2 separate regions of the Triticum aestivum genome follow, and region 1 is linked to region 2. A link is a contact called in public Hi-C data. All regions are on one chromosome and are shown on one strand. Each heading gives the region's core, a stretch centred on a gene start, on an enhancer-like site or on the middle of the called end of the contact. The rest is flanking DNA. Distances are from core to core; before and after follow the strand shown. Region 1 holds the start of LOC123149057 (pantothenate kinase 1). Region 2 overlaps LOC123150906 (kinesin-like protein KIN-7D, chloroplastic).

Region 1 (6,028 bases), core at 2,907-5,406, 140 kb before region 2:
GGACACATACGAAGAGTGTGATATGAACCCATATTTCAATAGACAACAATAGACCAGCACCAATAGGGGAAACCGTGAAAGTACCCTTTTTTAATAAGGGGCTCCCCCTCCGGTTTCATTTACCAGAAACCATAATGTCTTTTACAACTACTAAGCAAAGAAAAAAAGGAGAGATCAATCGCAGCATAATGCCCCCATACATGCCTAAGCTACCAGGCTGGAGAAGATGAAGCAGACTGAAAAACCACACAGCTCTTCAGTCTTTTCTATACTAGGCATCAGGGACTACGGAAGCAACATTCGGTGAAAGTACCCCATAAAATGTACTTTCTTATAATGCAATTATTCCTATTAATAACATGCTTAAGGCCGTTTAAACAAAATCAAAATGATTTTACTGAAACAATTTGTCTTGAGATAAAAAACACTTTGTGACATTGAATGAGTAAACCCTATGCCTCTTCTCTCCAGTAAAAGTCGTTATACTACTATGCATTTCTTCTTCAGATCAACAAGCATGTCTGCTTAGTTTTTCTTTTCTTCCAATAAAGCGAGGTTGAGTGCCATCCATGTAAACAGCTATGAGTAGCTGAGACAATAAGTATAATTTAATAACATGCGGGAGCACATAACATAAACTCACTTGTGCAATATTGTAAGTAAAGGCACTCAACAATGCGGATGCAAGGTCTTCAGGCTTGTAATCTGCTAGCTTTTTCATAGAAGTAATAACTTTTCCAAAGCTAGAAGCAAGAGTCGAAGTTGACAGTCCTTGCTGAAACATATTAGGAAAGGATAAATCAGTAATCTATAAGGACCAATGCTCATTCATGGTATGCGAAAGAATTAATATTTTTAATACAATATAAATATTCAAGATAAAGATTTCAATGTGCTTCATCAATTATTCTAAAGACAATGCTCCCAGTAGACATATTGCTTTCCAAGCAATCTTGATGAATAAGTTAATTCAAGGTAAGCATAAGTATTTATACCGCCAAGTAGTAACAGAATCATAAGCAAGCAATGAAACTATCAATATTCTCCTAGCAAATATTCAAGTCTGACAGAATTGACCAACACACTAGGGCACTACTGGCCTACCAAAACTACCACAAAATAAAAAGGCAAGTACATAGAACTGCAACAACAAGGCAAGGAGGGTGACGGAAAACCTTCTGGCAGGCAAGCTCCCCGCATATATCCTTCACAACTAGATCAAGTACAAAATTGTCCCCTTTCTGGCTTAATTGCAGGAATTCATCATAACTAAGAGAACAATAATATATTAGTGGGAAAAATATGTAAACCAAGATATTTATGATGCAAAAGGAAACACATTACCTCTTGCAGCCTGTTAATAGTTTTGCTAACCCAAACATAGTACCGCCACCAATATGTGTCCCAGTTACCCTTTCAAATTTTCTATTTCCAGTGACCTGCATTATACTTGATAACACATGGTTATATGAGCTGCATTCTGCTGTATTTCCATATGAGAATCATGATGACGAAGAAGTGCAACCTTTAATATGCTAACTCCTGAGCCAATGTTCACAAGAAGGTAAGGAAACAAGTTATCTGGGGAAATATCAATCGAGTTCCTCTTTCCACTCATGTGTGTGAAGGCTGCGCCAGGAACATTCTGCAAGGAAGCATCAGTTAAATGGAAAACCAGATCTAAATGAGAAATAAATATCAAGAATGCAGTAATACCTTACAAAATATTAACCGGAAAGAACCATATTTTAAGCAGTGTTACAATGTGAAAGAATTTTTAAAGTTCAAAATCCAAATGAGAAGGTATGTGGTATGATGAGAGCAGCTTACAACTCACCTGTAACAAAAAGTTTGCTCCAGAAACAACACTGTCCATTTCATCAAGCTTGTCAAGACTAACACCTAATTTTTGCCGAAAATCATCACCAAATTTATATGATCCACCACCTGTTGCCTGCAAATGATCTCCATTACAGTCGATTCTGGTCAAGCTATTTTACAATCAAACAATACAAAATAAAATGACAAGGGTACGTGTTAAACATTAAACAAGGCTGTAATACAAAACACAAACAGACAATATTAAGCTCTAAATTCTCAAGCAAAGGTATATTCAATATGGAAATCAGAATTCACAAGCACACGTCATTGGTCATTCTTGTGTTTGCAATTATTGATACTTGGGGCAGCCGAGTTGCCGAGGGTTTTGCCTCAGCTACAAGTATGCACAAGTCTCAACTCTAGGGGCGAAATCTATGTTTCCTAAACGCGCCAAAAACAGTTACACTCTGTCGCTTGGCGACAAAAGTTTGTTCCTGCAACTCTTTAGGAGTATCTATTAGTGATAGCGTGGGTCCATGAAAATTAATTTCAAGAATTATTTTTAACAATAAATTGTAAATAGTAAGAATGATTTTAGTGGATCTGGATTTTGCCAAAGTGCAAACCGACATTAATACGCTCCACATTATTCATTTAAGATATTTGCATATGGTATTCAAGCAATCAGAATTCACAAGTGCATATCATTCGGCATTCTTGTGTTTGCAATTATGATACTTTGGGCAGTGGAATAAACGAGGGATTTGCCTCAGCTAAAGCCTACAAGTATGCCAAGTATTAACTCAGGAGGTGATATCTGTGTTCCCTGGTGCACCAAAAACAGTTATAATCTGTTGCCTGACGACAAGAATTTATTCTGCAACTCTATAAGAGTATTTATTATCGATAGCGTGGGTCCATGAACATTAATTTCAAGAATTATTTTTAACAATAAATTGAAACTGGTAAGAATGATTTTGGTGGATGTTGACAGGAGCACTAATAAATAGTCTTATAGAGTTTCAGGGATGTTGATAGCGAACCAAATCCCATGTAACTGTCCAAGGCACTGGTGCAGAATGAATGTGTCATTTGAAAATTTACATTTTGGGTAAGAGAAGAGGTAAAGCAGGTCATACAAGTTACCGCAAATAAATAGATAAGAACTTCCAAGTGCTAACTGCATAAATGATCTCCATTTTTATTAACGTATTCATCTTGTGGGTCATAAGCCCAAAAGGTCGTTGCTACTTGCTAACACAAGAAAAACAAATCATACCTTCAGTGTCATATTTTCTTTGCTTGACCCTGTCGTTGTCCCTGGCATGAGAATGTTACACTTCAACCCATGATAAAGATAAAACTCCAACACATAACTAAATCATCAAACAACAGAAGCTGAAACCTTTTTTTTTAGTTGGGCAGAAGCTGAAACTTGACAGAGTGAAAACAGAGTAAAAAACTGTGTTTGCATCGCAGAAAAGAGCAATTGCAAATGCCGTAACTGTTGTCAACAGCTAAATTCTAGATTCCCCTCGTCCTAAAATTGATCATGAGCTACAAGTCGACAGCAACAAACTTCTGAATGCTCTGAAGAACACCCTAGCTCACGAGCAAGTAACAGCTGCTGATCAAAGCCATCCTATCCTACTTATTTTCCAGCGGAGCAGGGTCACCCAATTCTCCAATCTCCACATTGCGTGATTAACCGTGCCAGGAAGCCAAATGAGGTAAAGAAGAATCAATCAATTCGGCGCTGCAGCCAGCGAGGTGCATACCATTGCAACCGAGGAGGCCTTGTGCCCGGACGAAGTCGAAGCAGTCGTCGAGCCTCCGCCTCTCGAACTTGGCGAACCGCAGCTCCTCCTCGCCGCCGCAGCTGGCCGTGTACACCAGCTTTATCAGGGTCCCTGCGACCGCGGCACCCTCGCCCTCAGCCAGCAGCATAAAGACCACCGAGACCAGCCGGAAATCCAGAATTCAGAAGCAGCCGGGAGCTTATAAAAAATTAAGAATTACCTCCGATGTCGAGGGCGAGGAGCGGGGAGGCGGCGGGCTGGCGGGGGAGGAAGATGGGCGGGCTGCCGTCGCCTGGGTCGGCGCGGATCTCCGCGCCGGAGAGGTCGATCTGGCGGCCCATTGCAGCACGGATCGCCGGCCCCTCGGGGATCACGCGCGCATTTGGCTGCCGTGCCGCGCCTCCTCGTCGCGTTTGACTGCCGCGCTTGGACTTTGCGGGGAAGTGGAGTAGTAGTAGGCAGGCAGGCGGCTAGCTGGTGCGATCGCAGCTGGGCGCTGGTGGGTGAGCAGTAGGGCAGGGCAGGGTGGGTGGGTGGTGGATGATGAGAGATCCCAGCCAGAGTCAGTCAGAGGCCAAGAAGAATAGAAGGAGGGTCGGAGTAAACAGGTCGGATTGGGATTTGGATTGGATTTGGGTGCCAGGCAAGCCAGCCAAGTCTCCTGCCTTGCCGGGCCTCTTTTTTAATTTGGACAGTGATAGCTTGGAACTTGGACAGTGTTGGGCTGTTGGCTACTCCAAAGGAATGGCAACTTGCGTTCAAGTGGGAATTGAAAACATCATAATAATGGATCTTGGGCTCCATGGAAGCATCTCAAATGTCGAAAATTTCTGACTTTATTCTTTGTTGTGTACATGTACATTTGTATGTGAGCTACTGCAAGATTTTTTTTAATACCTATGCAATACTGGTTACATTGTAGGCATTCAGACACGGGCAATGTATAAACATGAACCATGTAAGCAGACCTTCGCCATTATGGATGAGTCCTGCCTTGTTGATATACGGAACACGTAAGATGATGATACGGTACGGCGTTTTGTGGGTATGTACCGAGGATGGGTCACAGAAGATGTTGTAAGGTATGGCGTTTTGTGGGAGCGTATGGAGAATGAATCAATGAAGATGTTGATAAAGTATGCCATTTTGTGAGAATGTACAGTGAATTGATCACGTAAGATGTTGATAAAGTATGCCGTTTTGTGGGTATGTATAGAGAATTCAACTGCCGAAAAAGTACAAGCGTGCAAACGTATGAGAGCTGAAAATACCACATGGTCTGCCTTAATTGTTTATTGGGGACTTCAATGAAATTCTCCATTCTTGTGAGTGGTGTGTGGGACCCTCACTCACGACTGTACGTGCAAGCGTTTCATGATGTGTTGGATGATTGTGAGCTGAAGGATGTCAGCTACGTAGGGGACGAGTTTACGTCGACGTCTGGAGCTATACGCGAGTGCCTTGATCGCAAGGTAGCTACTGAAAGTTGGTGACAATTGTTCCCGACAACCGCCATTATGAACATGGGGTTCAATGGATTGGATCACCGACCATTACTGCCAGATACCGATCACTATGCTACAGAACTAAATGGTACTCAGAGAAAGAAGTGGTTTGAAGCGTACTGGCTTCTGGAAACAAGTTTTGCTAATGCCGTATCAGATGACTAGGGGGAGGCGGGTATACGTGAGTCCACCGGTGGCGTGCTGCCTAAGTTAGGTTACCTCTGCGTTGGGCTTCACGAGTGTGACAACATGTTACTGAAGGAACCACAAATTTTTTGCATAAGGTTCGGCAAGAGATCTAAAGGGTGATGTGTAGCCCTATAATACATTGAGACTAAAGTGGAGAAAGAGGAACTCACAAGTGAAACTGGAAAGATGCTAGAATAAGAGGAGATCCACTAGTGGTAAATGGCTTGTGTGAACTAATTGAAGAACAACGATTGGAATTCCAAAAAAACATGGTTTCACGTCAAAGACGAAGAGACACAATCATATCATAAAACTGGAAAATGGCCAAGACAGTTGGATGGAAGGCAATGACCTACTGAGGCTGCTTATTCGGGATTATTTTCGTCATCTTTGTTCATCGAAAGTCCTTGGTACTAACCATGCTATCCTGGATAAGATTGTGTTGTGAGTTGCTCAGGATATGAATAACCACCTGGTAGCCCCGTTATGGGCAAATGATGTGAAGAATGATGTTTTCGGAGTTGGCGATCTAAAGGTCCCTGGGAGTAATGTCCCACACGCCATATTTTTCAAGAGGATTTTCATCTCGTTGGGAAGGAGATCACCTATGAAGTTCTTGCAACAATTAATAATAAGCTTATTCTAGAAAATTAGAGCCATACTACAATTTGTCCTAGTTTCAAAGGTTGATGCACCAAAACTAATCACCCAGTA
Region 2 (6,126 bases), core at 432-2,931:
TCCAAAACCGGGCAATTGGTATCTCTCGGCCGATGCCTTGGTCTTGTCAAGTTGTGCCCACCCTGGCCACCTTCTTCCTTCCCGAGCTCCTCCGCAAGCAGCGCTTCCTCTACGGCACCTCCCCTTCATAGCTCGCCCATGCGTGCATAATGCCTCCCCTGAGTGCCTCTGTCTCTTGCATTGCTTCCTTCCGAGCACATTTATCTGCTGCGACATGCCGACATCTCCCTTCCCAACACCTCCTCCTCCTAAGCACCACAGATAGCAGTTGTGTCATATATGTTTGATCATCGCTATAATAGTCGCTAGTATGATGATCGACACACAAAGAACACTCTAGCAGAGCCGTCATATGCATCAAGATCGCCAAAATATATGAAGCTCTATCATAAAATGACCTCGTAGCCTCCAAATATGGAGGTTGTGGAGGCCTCGTATGGAGATCGTCGTGATGTTTACATTGCCTTTTCATGTCGCATGTATTGCAATATGACACAGAGACGGATTTTATATTTCCGCTAAGAAGTTAATGGAAATGGGCAGTTGGAAATGAACAGTTTTTTTTACGCCCACTCGACCACTCCAGCCTTCACTGTCTCTGTTTGCCTGTTCCGGTCGTCAAAGTAGTTGACCCTAGGGGCCGGCGTAAATTACCGCTGCCCAACGATTATGCGAGCCAATGGAGCGGCGACGGCGTCTGCTAGGTAGTACGACGACGAGGGTCCTTGGAAAGTGTCCTCGGCGTCGCTGTCGCCCGTAGTGCCTTGCCTGTGTCATAGCCTCATAGGTGCCGCAAGTACTTTAGGTGATGGCAAAAGTCGGGGATCTTTGTCACCAGATGGGGCTTTTGAGTTTTGATGATACCTTTGGGCGGTTGATCGTGCACTCACTACGCTCACGCCTACAATTATCGTACATGGAAAAGGCGGTTATCATCCGATTTCCGTTGGTACTTCAAAGTGAGTATATTATTGCTGCTGTTGCGTAGTGTACAGACGCATACTTGCTCCACTATTATTCCTGCAATCATTTGGCGGCCTGCCCTGATCGTGGGTGAGGGGGTCGCCGGACGCACGCACATGCGCGCGGCGACCCCGCCAACTTTTCGGGGTGCATGCCGTGCATGGACGTAGTATATGCGAGCCCGCGAGAAACAGTACAAGGAACATGTTACACGGCTAGATCAGCAGAGCCTCCGTAGTTTTGTATACGCGATTTCGTGTTTCGGTTTCGCCAAGTCTGACCTGCAGGCTGCAGCTGCTCTGAAACGGACCAGTCCAAAGCCAGAGCAAATAACTTACAAACTTGCACTCCACGACACTGCAGGCTAAGTTTGAAAACCGCGGCCCTGCGGCATGTTTCACTTTCACGCACTGTTTGCGTCCCCATGACCCCCATCGACGTTGAAAAACAGAAGAAGGGAGCCACTGCATGCACCAGGCTTGACTTGCAAGCTGCCACTTCTGCCACAGTATGTACTGTAGATCAGTAGACGATGTTACAGGGCAATGTCGCTTCGCCACGCACGCACGCATGGCGGCGGCGGCGTCAACGAACCGCAGCGGCGGCACGTAAAAGCGGGACTTTCGGCGTGGCGCGGCGACCGGCGAGGGTGGCTTGTCCAGATGCGCTTGTAAAGTTGCTCTGCGCCTCGTTTCCACGACCTGGCCGGTGCCTGCTTGCCTGCCTTGCACTGCACAGGATGAAGAAGTCTGCGGTCCCTGTGATCTGACCTGACCTCACCGATGGGAGCCGTCGCCGTTGCTTTCTCTGTTCGATAACGATGGCCACCAACGGCCAGCTGCGGCTCCAGTTCGGCCGACGACCAAGGAGAGATAGCTCGCACCCGTGGCCACACGATAACCAGAAAAGTGTTTGGCAAAGGAAACGGGCCGCGTACGCTTCTTTGCGATGAACAGGAAACAAGATACTCCATACATACTCGTATGTTTGAAGTTGATTGTAAGACACAACACTGAACGTATAACCACATTCCACGTACTACGCTACATTGCCGGTCGCCAATGACCAAAAGTTGCAGTCACCAATCAGACCCGCAATGGGAATCGAACTGAAATTTTGATTTGGGCCAGTCAATTTGGCCTGGATCAGTTTGAAGTGTTAGATGAAAAACAAACAGCCCAGATTATGCCTTCTTCCTCCATGCGTTTTCCAGATCGCATATTTTTCATGCTGCCACCGCCACGCCGTAGCGCCCTCCCCTCAACCTACCCCCACCACCGGTCTTGCCGCCGCCCACGGCCATCCCTCTAGCCCCGTCAATGTCCATTTTTTTCCTTCGGCAAAGCCCCACCCTAAGCCCTAAGATAGAAAATGGGATGATGACGGCGAGCCTTTTCTTTCTCTCAGGCAAGGCCCTTCCTTCTCCTTCCTTCATTCAAAATCAACTGACTCGAATTTGAAATTCAGCTGACTGACATTGTAGCTAAAGTGCAATACAATCATCACAGCATAGGCATAAAACCTGCATCACGATACCCACTGATTTGCACTAAAAACGAGTATTCCACAAATATACAAACTCATTCACACCATGGTACAGGTACAGTTCTCTTACACACAAAACCCCCACAACCTGCAAGCACAACACACGTACCGAAGATCGGGTGATCATATATATACAAACGACTATCGCTACCATCATCAATTGGATAATCTCGAGGGTCGTGGCTTGTGGTCCACTATACAATCGTGTGTATGGCATCTGAATCATCTTCGCAATTTCCCTCAGCCTTCCTCAGTTTCGCCACCAGGGTCCATATATTTGCGAGCTCGCCCTCCAGGAACGCCTCCTTCTGCTTCGACTCCTCGATTTTCTTCTGAAGTTCAGCTTCTCTCTGGTCCTTCTCCACGAGCATGGCCTCCAGAGCTTGCTCCCTCTGGCTGCTTGAGTTCGTGTCCCTTTTACCACCCGGTTCGTGCCGTTCGATGTGGCCGCCCTTTCGAGCTGCCTTCGGGCTATGGCTTGCTCTTCGTGGAGTCGAGTTTCTCGCCGACTCCAACTCGCCGGCGAGCTTCTCGTTCTGCTTGACGAGCTTGGTGACTTCTTCAGAAAGTGCTCTCAGTTCCACACCCGCGGCTGAGGCCAGGCCCTTGGCGTACGTGCTTTCCTCCAGAAGTTCCTGGTTACGGGCCTCTAGCTGAGCTTTGACTTCAGTCAGTTCGCACAATCTCTGCTTCAGTTCGCCGATCTCTGACTGAAGAGGAATACAAGTAACATAAGAGCACCATATATACTTTTGGTCCCCAATCACATAAACTAGCTAAATGAGTAACGTATAAACTAAAAAGAGGTAATGTGCCGTATTAGATAAATGGAAGAGCAGCATCCGCGACAGGCTAATTGTGTGATGCCTGTTTTGAAGCACTAATTTGCAGGATTATATTGGAATTGAAGAAAACTAAAAACTGTATTGCTAATTAGCAATAACTAAGGACATGACAAGTGTACGTGCAGTATCATGACAAGCAAAGGGCAAAAGGTATAATGTCATCTAGGCCAATCTTATCATCAGATGCATGACACACAGAATACATGTGCCAAGCACCGGGCTATATAGGCTTCAGTTCAGAGGATAGGAAAACTGGACTTGCATCTGAACGGAAGGATGATGGACCAGAGTGTAGAGACAAGCCAAACCTGTGATGTGTTTTCCAGTGGCTTTTCAGACACATCACTGGATAATGGATTATCATTATGAACTTGCGATCCAACGTCATGGCCGATGCCTGTTTGCTGCTGCAATCTGATTCTTTCTGGTAAAAACTCGTCAATTTGAAGAGCTTGGACGATCTGTTCTTTCAAGTAAACAACCGTTTCTCGCAACTCTTCACATTCGATTGCCTGATAAAGAAAACTTGTAAATTACAAACTTTTGCGCTTATTTCTAAACATATAATCAAATATAACCTTTTTCTCTAGCTGGTCTTCCAGTATCCTGTTATCTGCTGTTTTCACCTGCAGTACATACAGAAAATGACCTTGCAATAACTGAAAGAAACTTATAGCAGCACATTCAACATACAAACTTTTTTTGTTACCAGCCATACAGTTCAATAAGAGAGGATGAGCATATAGCAGGCCAACTTGGGTAAACAAAGGGGTGCTCTCTTGTGAAGGAAATACAATTTTGGGTGAGAGAACACCAGTACATAACTGAAAATTTGGAATCGCTGCATCAAAATTTCTAGTTTCAGTGCTCCTTCCCAACAATACTACACCAATTCAAAACGCAATGGATTCAGTATGGTTTTACTACAGAAATTCGGAATACTTTGGTTTTCATGTATGTGTCCCCTCTTTTGGAGTATATGCTAATGTGGACAATTTTGTACCTGACAATTGCAATTTGTAGTTTCAAATACCTTAACTTTAGTGCTCATTCCATTTTTCTGATAAAAAGCTGAAATAGCTCTTTTCGAGAGAGGGTTGAGCTTCATCAAACAGTATTCATAACATGCAGAAAAACTGGTCACATTTGTATTAAGAAGAGAATAAAAGAGGAAAGATTCAGTAGAACGCCTCCATACCTCAAGTTGAAAGGCCTTCTCATTGAGTTGCTTAAGTATCTTAGTGTAATACTGAAGACAATGAAATAGTCTGTTATGTATGCATATCAAAAGAGCAAGATCAAAACCGCATATAGTGCACATAAACATTACCGATGAAAGTTTTGAAGTGTCAAGCTTTTCTTGACTGTCTAACACTGAATGAACATTTTGATTTTCCAAAGATATTATCTGCCGCTTGCATTTAATCTCATCATTGGCCATCTTTTCCATCTTCAGACAAAGGCACAATTTTGAAGAACAAGTGTGCTAATAAAATAGCGAAAAGTGTACCAGGGAGAGGTTTACCTCAATCTGTTTGTTCATTCCGCTTATTCCAGCTTCCTCTGTGAGGTGCTTTACAACGTTTGCATGGAGCACAGCCTCCCCTGACGAAATCTTTAACTGCTCCCTCAGTAGATCAACATCATCTAAGATTTCACTTTTTCTGCTGACCTGAGCCATACAATAGAGCAGATTATGTGAAACGATAACATGCTTTTAGGCTATCTACGCACGCTTGCACTAGACTACTTATATCAATTACTTGCTTTGATTCCCAGTCTGCTAAAGTTCATCTTCTGTATTTCTCCTACTTTTTCGTTTTGTGTTTAGAAATGCAACCCATTTTGTTTGTCTAAATGGAATGCAAACGAAGGGAAAATGTGCTCACACTTTGTACGGACAGTATTCCTTCTACAGGTGAGCTGTCAGAAGGAATTCCAAGATCAACGCTCAAAAAATCAGCTGGTACATTCTCATCAAGCATAGAATTCCACGTCCTCTGTTCTGATAGAAAATTAATCCCATCCTCCAGACGTGTTGGAGGAGCAGTGAATGATTTGGTCAAACTAGATTTACCACCATCAGAACATGCCAGGGTAGCAGAACCACTATCACGCTTCTGCATACAGTTAAAATATAAAGATCAGAGTGAAGGAGAACTCTGACAAAGCAGATGGGTCATTCGTTCTGGCTTGGCTCCGGAAAAAGAACTATAACCTTATCCATACTAAAAAGTTTCTCACAGAATCTGAGATGACACATATACGGCCATGCACATCATGTTGTGATGCACTACATCTATACACCACATTGTCTAAACTAACCATTCTTATGAGGCCATATGGCTTGATATAAGCTGGGTTCTGACATGTAATATCAGAAGGAAAACACAACTGTTCACCATGCTAAATACTCCCTCCCTTCCCAAATATTTGTCTTTCTAAACATTTCAACAAGTGACTACATACGAAGCAAAATGAGTTAATCTGCACTCTAAGATATGTCTACATACATCCGTATGTTGTATCCATTTGAAATGTCTAGAAAGACAAATATTTGGGAACGGAGGGAGTATAATGTTTAAATACAGTTAATTAAAAAGTATCTGATTTGTGTACCCGAAGTTTGAACCAGTTAAGGAGTCCTTTACGACTTTGCTTCTCCTCCTTAGGAGACATTTCAAGTGCTTCACCAAATCCTTCCATCGGCATAACCAGCTCATTTCTATAGTTATTCATGACAATATCTCGCCTTCTATGCGGGAGATATGCC

The links. A called contact is a pair of places that touch in the nucleus more often than the background predicts.
Region 1: a Hi-C map of leaf shows a contact between it and region 2, with 2.8 times the contacts expected there. The contact joins the promoter of LOC123149057 here to the enhancer-like site in region 2. A contact is called at or near these places in 2 of 5 Hi-C or Micro-C datasets (both in leaf).

What each region holds. Positions count from the first base shown.
Region 1 is chr7A:126,116,786-126,122,813 of IWGSC CS RefSeq v2.1, reverse strand. It overlaps LOC123149057 (pantothenate kinase 1), which reads right to left and starts at 4,156. Exons shown (of 17, transcript XM_044568595.1): 1 at 3,841-4,156; 2 at 3,600-3,731; 3 at 3,101-3,141; 4 at 1,838-1,954; 5 at 1,526-1,645; 6 at 1,345-1,439; 7 at 1,176-1,269; 8 at 644-775. The coding sequence starts at 3,961.
Region 2 is chr7A:125,970,481-125,976,606 of IWGSC CS RefSeq v2.1, reverse strand. LOC123150906 (kinesin-like protein KIN-7D, chloroplastic) reads right to left here. Exons shown (of 23, transcript XM_044570711.1): 16 at 5,973-6,126; 17 at 5,243-5,473; 18 at 4,879-5,025; 19 at 4,684-4,803; 20 at 4,552-4,602; 21 at 3,932-3,979; 22 at 3,662-3,865; 23 at 2,474-3,218. The coding sequence ends at 2,703. Among protein-coding and RNA genes, the nearest start is that of LOC123150906, 9.1 kb to the right of the region's middle. Within about 2 kb of position 1,681, at least 2 of the 8 cell types and tissues checked have an H3K27ac peak or open chromatin away from gene starts, as enhancers often do. A contact at or near this core is called in leaf, where this site is marked.